Linked DNA regions of Mus musculus: region 1 is linked to region 2. Evidence: chromatin contacts called from public promoter capture Hi-C data. All regions are on one chromosome and are shown on one strand. Each heading gives the region's core, a stretch centred on a gene start, on an enhancer-like site or on the middle of the called end of the contact. The rest is flanking DNA. Distances are from core to core; before and after follow the strand shown. Region 1 has its middle 29 kb from the start of Gm6936. Region 2 overlaps Gm16619 (predicted gene, 16619).

What was found. Capture Hi-C pulls out chosen DNA fragments and counts their contacts.
Region 1: a contact with region 2 is called in a promoter capture Hi-C map of adipose tissue. The contact joins two enhancer-like sites. A contact is called at or near these places in 1 of 39 promoter capture datasets (liver), 2 of 115 datasets of contacts at active chromatin or transcription factors (embryonic stem cells and fibro-adipogenic progenitors) and 3 of 9 other capture datasets (adipose tissue, liver and pancreatic islet).

The regions. Positions count from the first base shown.
Region 1 is chr16:50,007,644-50,011,965 of GRCm38.p6, forward strand. No RefSeq gene overlaps it. Among named protein-coding and RNA genes, the nearest start is that of Gm6936, 29 kb to the left of the region's middle. Within about 2 kb of position 2,943, at least 72 of the 459 cell types and tissues checked have an H3K27ac peak or open chromatin away from gene starts, as enhancers often do. A contact at or near this core is called in adipose tissue, where this site is marked.
Region 2 is chr16:49,802,752-49,807,199 of GRCm38.p6, forward strand. It overlaps Gm16619 (predicted gene, 16619), which reads left to right. Exons shown (of 3, transcript NR_169118.1): 2 at 328-394; 3 at 1,046-2,129. Among named protein-coding and RNA genes, the nearest start is that of Gm16619, 4.4 kb to the left of the region's middle. Within about 2 kb of position 1,635, at least 89 of the 459 cell types and tissues checked have an H3K27ac peak or open chromatin away from gene starts, as enhancers often do. A contact at or near this core is called in adipose tissue, where this site is marked.

The DNA of each region.
Region 1 (4,322 bases), core at 1,693-4,192, 210 kb after region 2:
CTCTCGCTTCTTGTCACTGACACCATCATGTCTTCTACCTCTAGTTTCAGAGCCTTTCCACATCCCTGTTAAGTTGGGTATCCTCACAACACGGCAGTGATGTTCCAAAAGCAACCATGCCCTCAGAAGGCTGGTTGAAAGCTATATATGTAAAATGAAAGAAGAAAAATCTAGACTATGAGATCTGGACTTTTCAGGATGACAATCCTAATTAGCCCCAAAATAAACATAAAATTCCTCGTTCTCTACCTTGATAATTTTAAATTTAGACAAGGCATTTCAGACAAACTCCTGGATGCGAAGCATAATCTCGTTCATGTTAGCAAAGGGCTGTGAGGGAAAACTAGACTGAAGACAGGAAGAGCAAGCTGCCCCTGAGCTGCAGGCAGGACTGGTGTCTGTCCATCATGGTGTCTCTCTGCTTCTCTCTCATCTGTGAGACCTCTTCTTCCTCTTTCATTCTCTTCTCCCCACTCCTTCCCCATGCCTCACTATCTCTATGTCCTTTCTCAATCGCTTCCACTGGCTCCATTCTTCTTCTGTCTGATAACTTGAGTTGACATCCTGGCCTTCCCTTGTCTCAGAATCTAAGTATATGAAGACATTTCGACATCAGCCTTTGCTTTGCCTTAGTCTTCAGGAATTTCCTGATTTAAATTCCCAGGAAACACAGTTTGCTGGGAAAAAAAAAGAGTTATCTGTGTTTAGGTCACAGACTCTTTTAAAATTATTTATTTCTATTTAACAATCACTCTTTTAAAGCAAACGAATAGACAACCAAACAACAAGCTCAGACCCCAGCAATTCAAGCCCAAAAGAAAAGGCAGTTCAGCAAGGCGGGGCATTCGCCTGCATATTCTAGTGTAAATGTCAACCTTTCCTAAAGGATCAATTAAAATCAGAAAACTGAGAGTACCGTAGGAGATGGAATGCTCTAAGAAGAAAGTGGAATATTATATTTAAATCCACATTCAAACATATCCACAAAGCCATTTCTCTCCAAATCAATATATCAACATCTTCGATAATTCCTCTAGCAGACTACTATTTCCAGGTGGGTGCCTTATTTCTATAATACTTTTTTCAACCTCTGCTACTGTTGAGCTACAAGCTGGCTGTCTCAGGACCTCTAGGAGTTGAGCCTGAACCAAATTTCAAGCAATTGGGCACCCTAACAAAAGTGGTGCTGTTTTCTATCTTAACACTGTATTGTTATGGAGTTGTGTGGGTTTTTTTTTTTTCTGCATCTTTTTAAAAGTGGGAAGACTCAGGAATTATTCTTTGTTCAATAATAAAGGCTTAGGAATATATCTGTTTCTGTGGTCAGTGCCTACTGCAATCTGCATTGGAAAAATCGGGCTGTGCATGCTCTGTGGGGTTCTGAACCCTACTTATTGTCAGTTTCTCACCAAGTCACATTTTTCATTGATTCTTATTTTTTTTAACACATTCTCCACTGCCGCCAAGTTATTAACTAATTTTTTTTATAACTTAGAATGAAAAGGGGGGGGGGAGACCCAAATAAGCAAACAGACAAACAAGACTGAAGCTCCAAAAGCCTTCTGTACCTAATCCGAAGCCAGTAGGCTAAGACGATGCCTCTGGCATGGTCTCAGCTGGCAGATCTGGCATGTTGGTGAAACTTGGATTTTTCAAGATTCTGTAGATTTTTGAGAGAGGGACCCACCTTGGAAATGACCCCTGAACTCACCAGGTAAGTCAGACTAGCCTCAAACTTGCAATCCTTCTACCTCAGTCACCTGACCTCTTGGATTTACAGGCATGTGTCATTATAGCAGGCTCTAGTGGAAACGTTTTAATTCAAGATCTTAAGGAATCTAAGGTGAACTTTCTCTTGTCTTTAAGATGCCAGCAAATACCAATTACGAGCGAGATTTAATTTCCCTTTGGGTGTATGACACAACAATTATCTCTGTGAGTTTGAAAAAAAAAATCCTAACCCAGAACTCTCTGGGTTCATACCAGATAAAGCCCTCAGGAAAAGTTGCCATGGCTGGCATCATGCCCTGACATTCATGCATGATTCAGCACCTCTAGACGACGATTTGGGGCAATCTGTTTTTCCACCCAAGCCAGACTCTTATCTTGCTAGAAGCTGCGGGGATCAGAATCCCAGCTCTCACAGATGGCTGCTTCCTGTGCCACCCATCACCTAGAGACATCCAGAGGCTGCTGCTGCTGGTGCTTCTCAGCCTTCCAGGGGCGTTGGAGGATGGGACGGATCCGGGTGATTGATGCCTGCTTTCTTGCTGATAGAGCCTCTGTTTATAGGTGGGATTAGACTGAGAATTCCTGGGTCAACCACCCACAGATTGTATCAAAAAATAATCAATCCCGTTTGACTGTCTTAACATTTTGGCTATTTTAGTTGTTAAGGCAACCAGATCTGATGAAGTGTTCACTCATCAATTTGATGTTCTGCAATTGTCTGTCATGATTCTGGAGTTGCGGGGATGGGACTGGGGGGAGGTAAAAAAATCAACTGTCAAAATAGTCAATCCAAAACAGTCAATTCTGTCACGAATTTCTCCCTGACACCAGAGATCAACGCTTCTTCCTCCCACGACTTCTTTTTTTCCACCTCCTCCCTTTGGATGCATCCCTCCCACAAGCAGCTTCTCTGCGGTCCTGATGTTGGTAAGCAGGGCAGAGCTGAGGTATTTTAGGTTTGCCATGGCTTACATTTTCCTAAAAGGGTTCCCCTTCCTTTGCTTTGATGCTGATTTTGTTTTTACTAGTGAGCAGCCCTAAAAACATGGGTATATTGTAGATACAAAATATGTTTCTATTAAAGGGGGAATTCAAAAAGACATGTCCTTCATTTTTCTCTTTCAAGATGCATTTTGCTTTCAGGGTGCATGGTTCCAAAGCCAGGGAGAAGCGGCTGGCTTACACAATCCCTTCCTGTCCCTGAGCCTGCTCCAACATCCTTGGAACAGAAGGGCTCTGAATCTGGCCTTGGTGTGAGATGTGGCTGGCTTTCCAAGTTGAGAAATGCGTTCGTAATTACTTTTTATTGCTCTCTCCATTGACTTTGCAGACTCACCAGAACTGGATTGTATTCTACCACACAGTGACCCCCCATCTCAGCCTGACTGCTAATTTAACCCTGGCTTTCTTTCTCCAGAAACATTTGACCTTGTGCAAGAATTTGGCATGGTCTGCTCTCCTCCCACGTCCCAGTAAGAGCAGCATTGGTCTGAGATCATTAGCATGAGTAGGCAGCACTGCAGACTGCCGCCCGCCAGCATAGGGCTCCAGCTGGTACAACAGTACCCCCTTTTCTGGGCAAAAGGGCAGTGGCCACTGTTTGCCAGGAGACCTTGTCCAACATTTTGCTTCAAGATGGTGCTGCCAGCAATGTAGACTGAGCCAATTTGCTCCTTCCTTTGATAAAATGTATAGAAAAAAAATGTAGACTCAGTGAATCATCCTTGGTTTATATACCGAAGCCTGTATTTCAAACACTTCTGCTGATTTTTTTTCCCCAATGAAGAAGGATACACTGTGTTAATTAAGAATCTGGAAAGGGTCACTAGGAAACTAGGAGTTCCTTAACCCACTTAAGAGAACAATCTTTGCAATCATTTAAGACGCCCATGTCTTCCTTCCGTTCATAAGCTGATTACATGCCACTTTTATCTCCCCATTAATTAAGCAGCCAAGGACAAATACTGGATAAGATTTCATAAGGGAAATATTGTCATACAAGTTCTTAAAAATAGTACTTCTTCAGGTCTTCAGGAAGGAATTCATAGTTTCGTGTTTTCTTTCACTCAGCTCCCTGAATGATTCAGGTTTCACATAAGCCTGGGAATATACATACCTAGAGCTTATAAGCTATGTCTTCATAAAATGCATTTGTTGACAGGGATTTGGTACAGACCTAGAAATGCATTAGGTTGAGATGGTAACATAAACAGTGGCCAGAAACCTCAACTCTAGGCATATACAGTACATTCAATGCAACTCAGTACACAAAAGGAGATATATATATGTATACATATGTGTATATATATGTAGATAGATAGATAGATAGATAGATAGATAGATAGATAGATAGATAGATAGATACATAGATAGATACATAGATAGATACATAGATAGATACATAGATAGATACATAGATAGATACATAGATAATCCTTTCCATTACTCTCTTTATTGGGAAAGGGAGAGAAAACATTTATATGGGTAGCAACTGTATAAGCTAAAGGTCTAAGGCCTTCACTTGAGTTACTTTGTGGTCAGAGTGACAATGCACCAACAAGAAGTCCCTTAAGAAAGGAGGGGTTTGCTGA
Region 2 (4,448 bases), core at 385-2,884:
CCTCCCCCACATTCCACGCTCCTCTAAATGTGCCCAAACATTCCCTTATAAATCCACTTGATATAGTGCTTTCTTAGTGCACATAATTACCCTTTAATAGATCCTTTTTTTTAGCCAATGAGATTATCAACCTTTTTTTCTACTTTACTTTTAAACCTCTATCTTTGTCCCATATCATAACTTTCTTTTCCTTCAAAATCCAATTTATACAATTTGTTTTTGGAGCTTCAAAACAGTTACTATTTGTGTAGTCCATAGGTTTCCTCTGGAGGAGAAAATGCTTATTCCACCCAATAGTGTCATTGCTTTTTATTATTCTTGTTACAGGGCAGGGGAAGACCATTCATCAAACAATAAGACTCTCATTTACAGCCACTGGGGAGCTATCCTGAAGGTTAGTGTGAGCCTCTGACATTGTGTGCTTTTACCTTGGACAGGCTCCATCTAAGAAGAACAGTGCAGCAGGGTCTTCAGACCATGGAACCTAATTGTCCTCACGCAGAATTGATGAAACTGAGGCAGGGAAACACCTGCTCCCCTCCCCCAGGGCCATACACCCAGCTAATGTCTCCAACCCACTGGGTTTTCCACTAAGCAGAAAATTACAGAAATTCTTCATAACACCTCGAATTCATTGCAAGTTGGTCTTGTAATTGTTTATTCTTATCTCAGCAATATGGAGGCATGACAACATATGCATCTGGCCTTTATACAATATTGCACAATCTGTTTGGTTAATTTTGAGTTGCTCCAGTCTCAACACTTAAATGGTCTCACAAGTTTGTCCATAAATCAGAACCCATACACATGCCAAGTTGTTAAATTCCTTTGCCTCCATTTCCCCTTACTTACAGTATTCATTTATACCCCTTTGAGATGATATGACATAAATAACACAGAGAAAAGGCTTAGTAACCATAACAACTCAGTGGGTATGAATGAATCTAATTCAAACTACAAATAAGAAGATGTTACTCAACAGTGGCTTGATAAATGTTTGCATGGAAATGTAGAAGAGTTATTATTATTATTCTAACAATTACAGAATAAAACAATAGAAATCTTGGACTGGGAATTGAGAAAGACAAGCCACGAATACATCCCTGCCATGAAGGAGTTTGTGACTTGGGAAAGCTGTTAACCTTTCTAGGTCTCCGGACTTTAATCACCAGCTCTAAGCTAAACTCTAAAGGAGAGAAAGAAACACCCTGGGAAGCCTGCGCTGCCTAACTGACTCAGGAAGCAGCCCCGCCCTGCTGAGAGCTATTGTCCTTCCTGAAGTGAGCAAGGAGCTTCCTTGGTCTCCATCCACAAGAAAAAGAAAAACAGTTCCTGCTCCATTGTTCTGAAGCTCCGTCTCCCAGAAAAAAGAATCATCCTTCCCTCAGGGGAGCCCGTCTGCCCAAGCTCCAGCTAGAGACTGGAGCAGATGAACAAAGCACGTCAGAGCAATTAGTTTTGGCAATTAGGCAGGCAATTAGTTCAGCAGTGTGTAGAATGGGAGGAGAAGGTAAATCGGCAGCCCCAGAGGTGACGGGAAATGTGAGTTGGCCTCCGGCTCTAGTGACACTCAGGTGAGAAGGTCGGGTACTCCCCAGCCTCCCTTCCCTCTTGCTATCAGGACCACAGCGGAAGTTGCTTTCCAGGAGCAAGACAACAGCTCCAGGCTTTCAGCCCCGTTCTAATTTCTTCCTCCGAATGCCACAAGTTCTCAGTGCTTGCTCCAGCGGAGTCCCTGTTGCTTTCTCCCCCAGGAATCTGATCTGCAATGTTGAAATTCTTAGATGCAGTTTCCTGGGGACTCTCCCAGCATTGAGTTTGTTGTTTTGAAAACTTGGGAAGGTCTCTTCTAAGGGGCAATTAATTTCTCATTTACCTAAGGATGGAGGAGAAATTACACAATTTCACACGATATAGTAAGGGGGCCCTTAAAAACAGTGCTTAAAAGGCAAAGCCTTGGGGTTGGGTACCATCTGTGTCTCTTACAAAGCTCTGGCCTTTGGTTTTATCCGCTCCAAACTGTGAGAATGACAGAATGACCTGGGAACACGCACAGCACTTCAATATGTCTTGTCAATTCCAATTTGGGGAATGCATATATTAAAAATTATTTATGTTTATCTGAAATCCAAATATATCTGGTTACCTTCTCTTTTCTGCTGCTAGACTTGGCAATTCTAGATATTAAAAATGATAAGACCCTTCTTGAACATTATTGAGGTTAAATCAAATATCACACATCACAAGAAGAAATTAGGAGGGGGCCGTTAAAAAGGCCAAATAAAGCACCCTAATGTTCCTTTCTCTTTCCTTTCCTCCACCACTATCATCTAATGTAATTGTTCTACAAAGTCCTGGTGTTTAAATGAACAGGAACGGCAGCTGGCTAGTTTTTCAGAAAAGGAAAATCTTTCTATGAATTGCCTGCACCAAGGGTTTTTAGGTGAGGCTAAGAGATCTCTCAAGTGGAGGCAAGTGTAAAGGCAGAGTGTCTGGCCATGACGATACTCTGCTTTTCTACCCCGACTTTCTACAGCAGTATTTCCAGCTGGTTTTCTTGTGACTTAAGAAATAGAAGCCACTTACAAGGACAGAGTAATCAGGGGACGTGGAAGTCAACGCTGACTGCAGCAGCATTTTGCCCAGTGCATTGACAAGATTCTTAGGAAAAGGGAGGAGTGGGAGCCAGTGCGAGCCTTTCAGTTCACCGTGCATAGCCTGTGTTCCCATGACCCACCTAACCAAAGGCACCTTCAGATGTTGTGAGACGCCATGCTGAACCAATTATAGGAACCCTCGTTAAGAAAAAAGATGCAGAATTACAAATACGAAACTAGACATGAAACTGAATATTTACTTAGAATGAGAAATTATATCATGACAAATTACAGGAGTGCTGGAGAATCAGGCCCCTTTCTTCTAAAAAATTTCTACAAGTGATTTGCTGGAAATGCTGACACAGAAAATGTTTCCTGATTATAACCCGGCTTTCTCTCCCCACCTGGAACCTTGGCGAGCTAGGGACTCACGCCAACCACCCTGAACAGAAAGGGACCTGTACCCTATACCTTATTAGCGTCATTATATCTTACCCCTTGCATTTAACCGAGTTCTTTAGAGCCATGTTTATTGTACAAGCAATATTGTAAGTGTGTTGATGGAAAACAAAAGGTGGGAGGGGATCCTCACGTTTCTGCCATCTTAATCGACCATCTGTCTCTTTTCTCCCTGTTCCTTTCACATTTTCACTCACGTGCACTACGTATAAGCTTGAGACCATGATGCGTTCATGAGTTTTAGGCTTCTGTAATATAATACTGCAGGCTGGGTAATTAATGAACAATAGGAACTATGGCTCAGTGGTCCAAGAGCAGCTTCTGTCATCTAGCTGCTATGTCATAACAGGGCAAGGAGGGTGAGGGAGCAGCAAACCCAGAATAGGAACAGGGAGAAGGACCTTTTCTTTCACCAAAAGCCCACTTCCACAATAACAGTATCAATTCATTCATAAAAGACTTGGTGGCCTAAACACTCCTTCCCTGTGCCACCCCTTCACCCTGATTATAATAGCATCAAATATGGGCATGCACTTGAGGGGGGCCTTGAAACTAACATACACTACTGGATCTGTCAAGGTGTTTTGCACTTAGCACAGTACCAGTCTTCTGTTTCTCCACACTCTTCCTCACTGTGACACTTCAAGGCTGCATGACCATTCCCTTGTCCTTTGTTACGAAATGAGAGAAAGGGGTGCTGAATTTTAGGTTACTGTGAACAGTTTTAAACTTAAAAAAAAGAAAAAAGACTTTAGCAACATTGTAACTCAAACCGGAGTAAATAATCTGCCAATTTAAAAGGAAAAAAAAAAGTCACTTCAACCTTTTATTAGGTGTGGGCTAAGAAAGAAACTATCAGCAGGCTGGCCTTTTATACTTTTCAACTAATTTCTCCAGTAAGGTGATTCAAATCTGTTGAGCATGCCCCTCCTCATGAGGGAGAAGAATGGAATAAACAGATTGCCATGTGACTGGATACTCGAATGGATATTGTTTTTTTTTTTAAGAACTGTTTCCTGATGGAAAGGAGCCACTGCAGGAACCACACCACGTCAGTTCTATGGCAATAATTTAATTATGCCAATTAGAGCACACATTCCCCCAGAAGGCATTATGAGGACCCTCTCTGGGAGAAACATTGGAACAAAACATTTCAACAGTGCTCAGTCGTTTTCCCTTCCTGGGTGAAAATTAGGAGTTGAGTACACTATGATTCATAACTTCACAGAACAGTTCGTGTGGGTGGACACCCGTCACTCTCGTCCTCCTTACAGCCTAAGGCTACACCCCTACCTTTTACTTTCTGAACTTCTCCGTGGGGTGCAGCAACCGAACCACTCTGTGCAGTTTTGACTTTAAAAATCTCCAGTGTAAAGATCTAGAGCCGAAGAG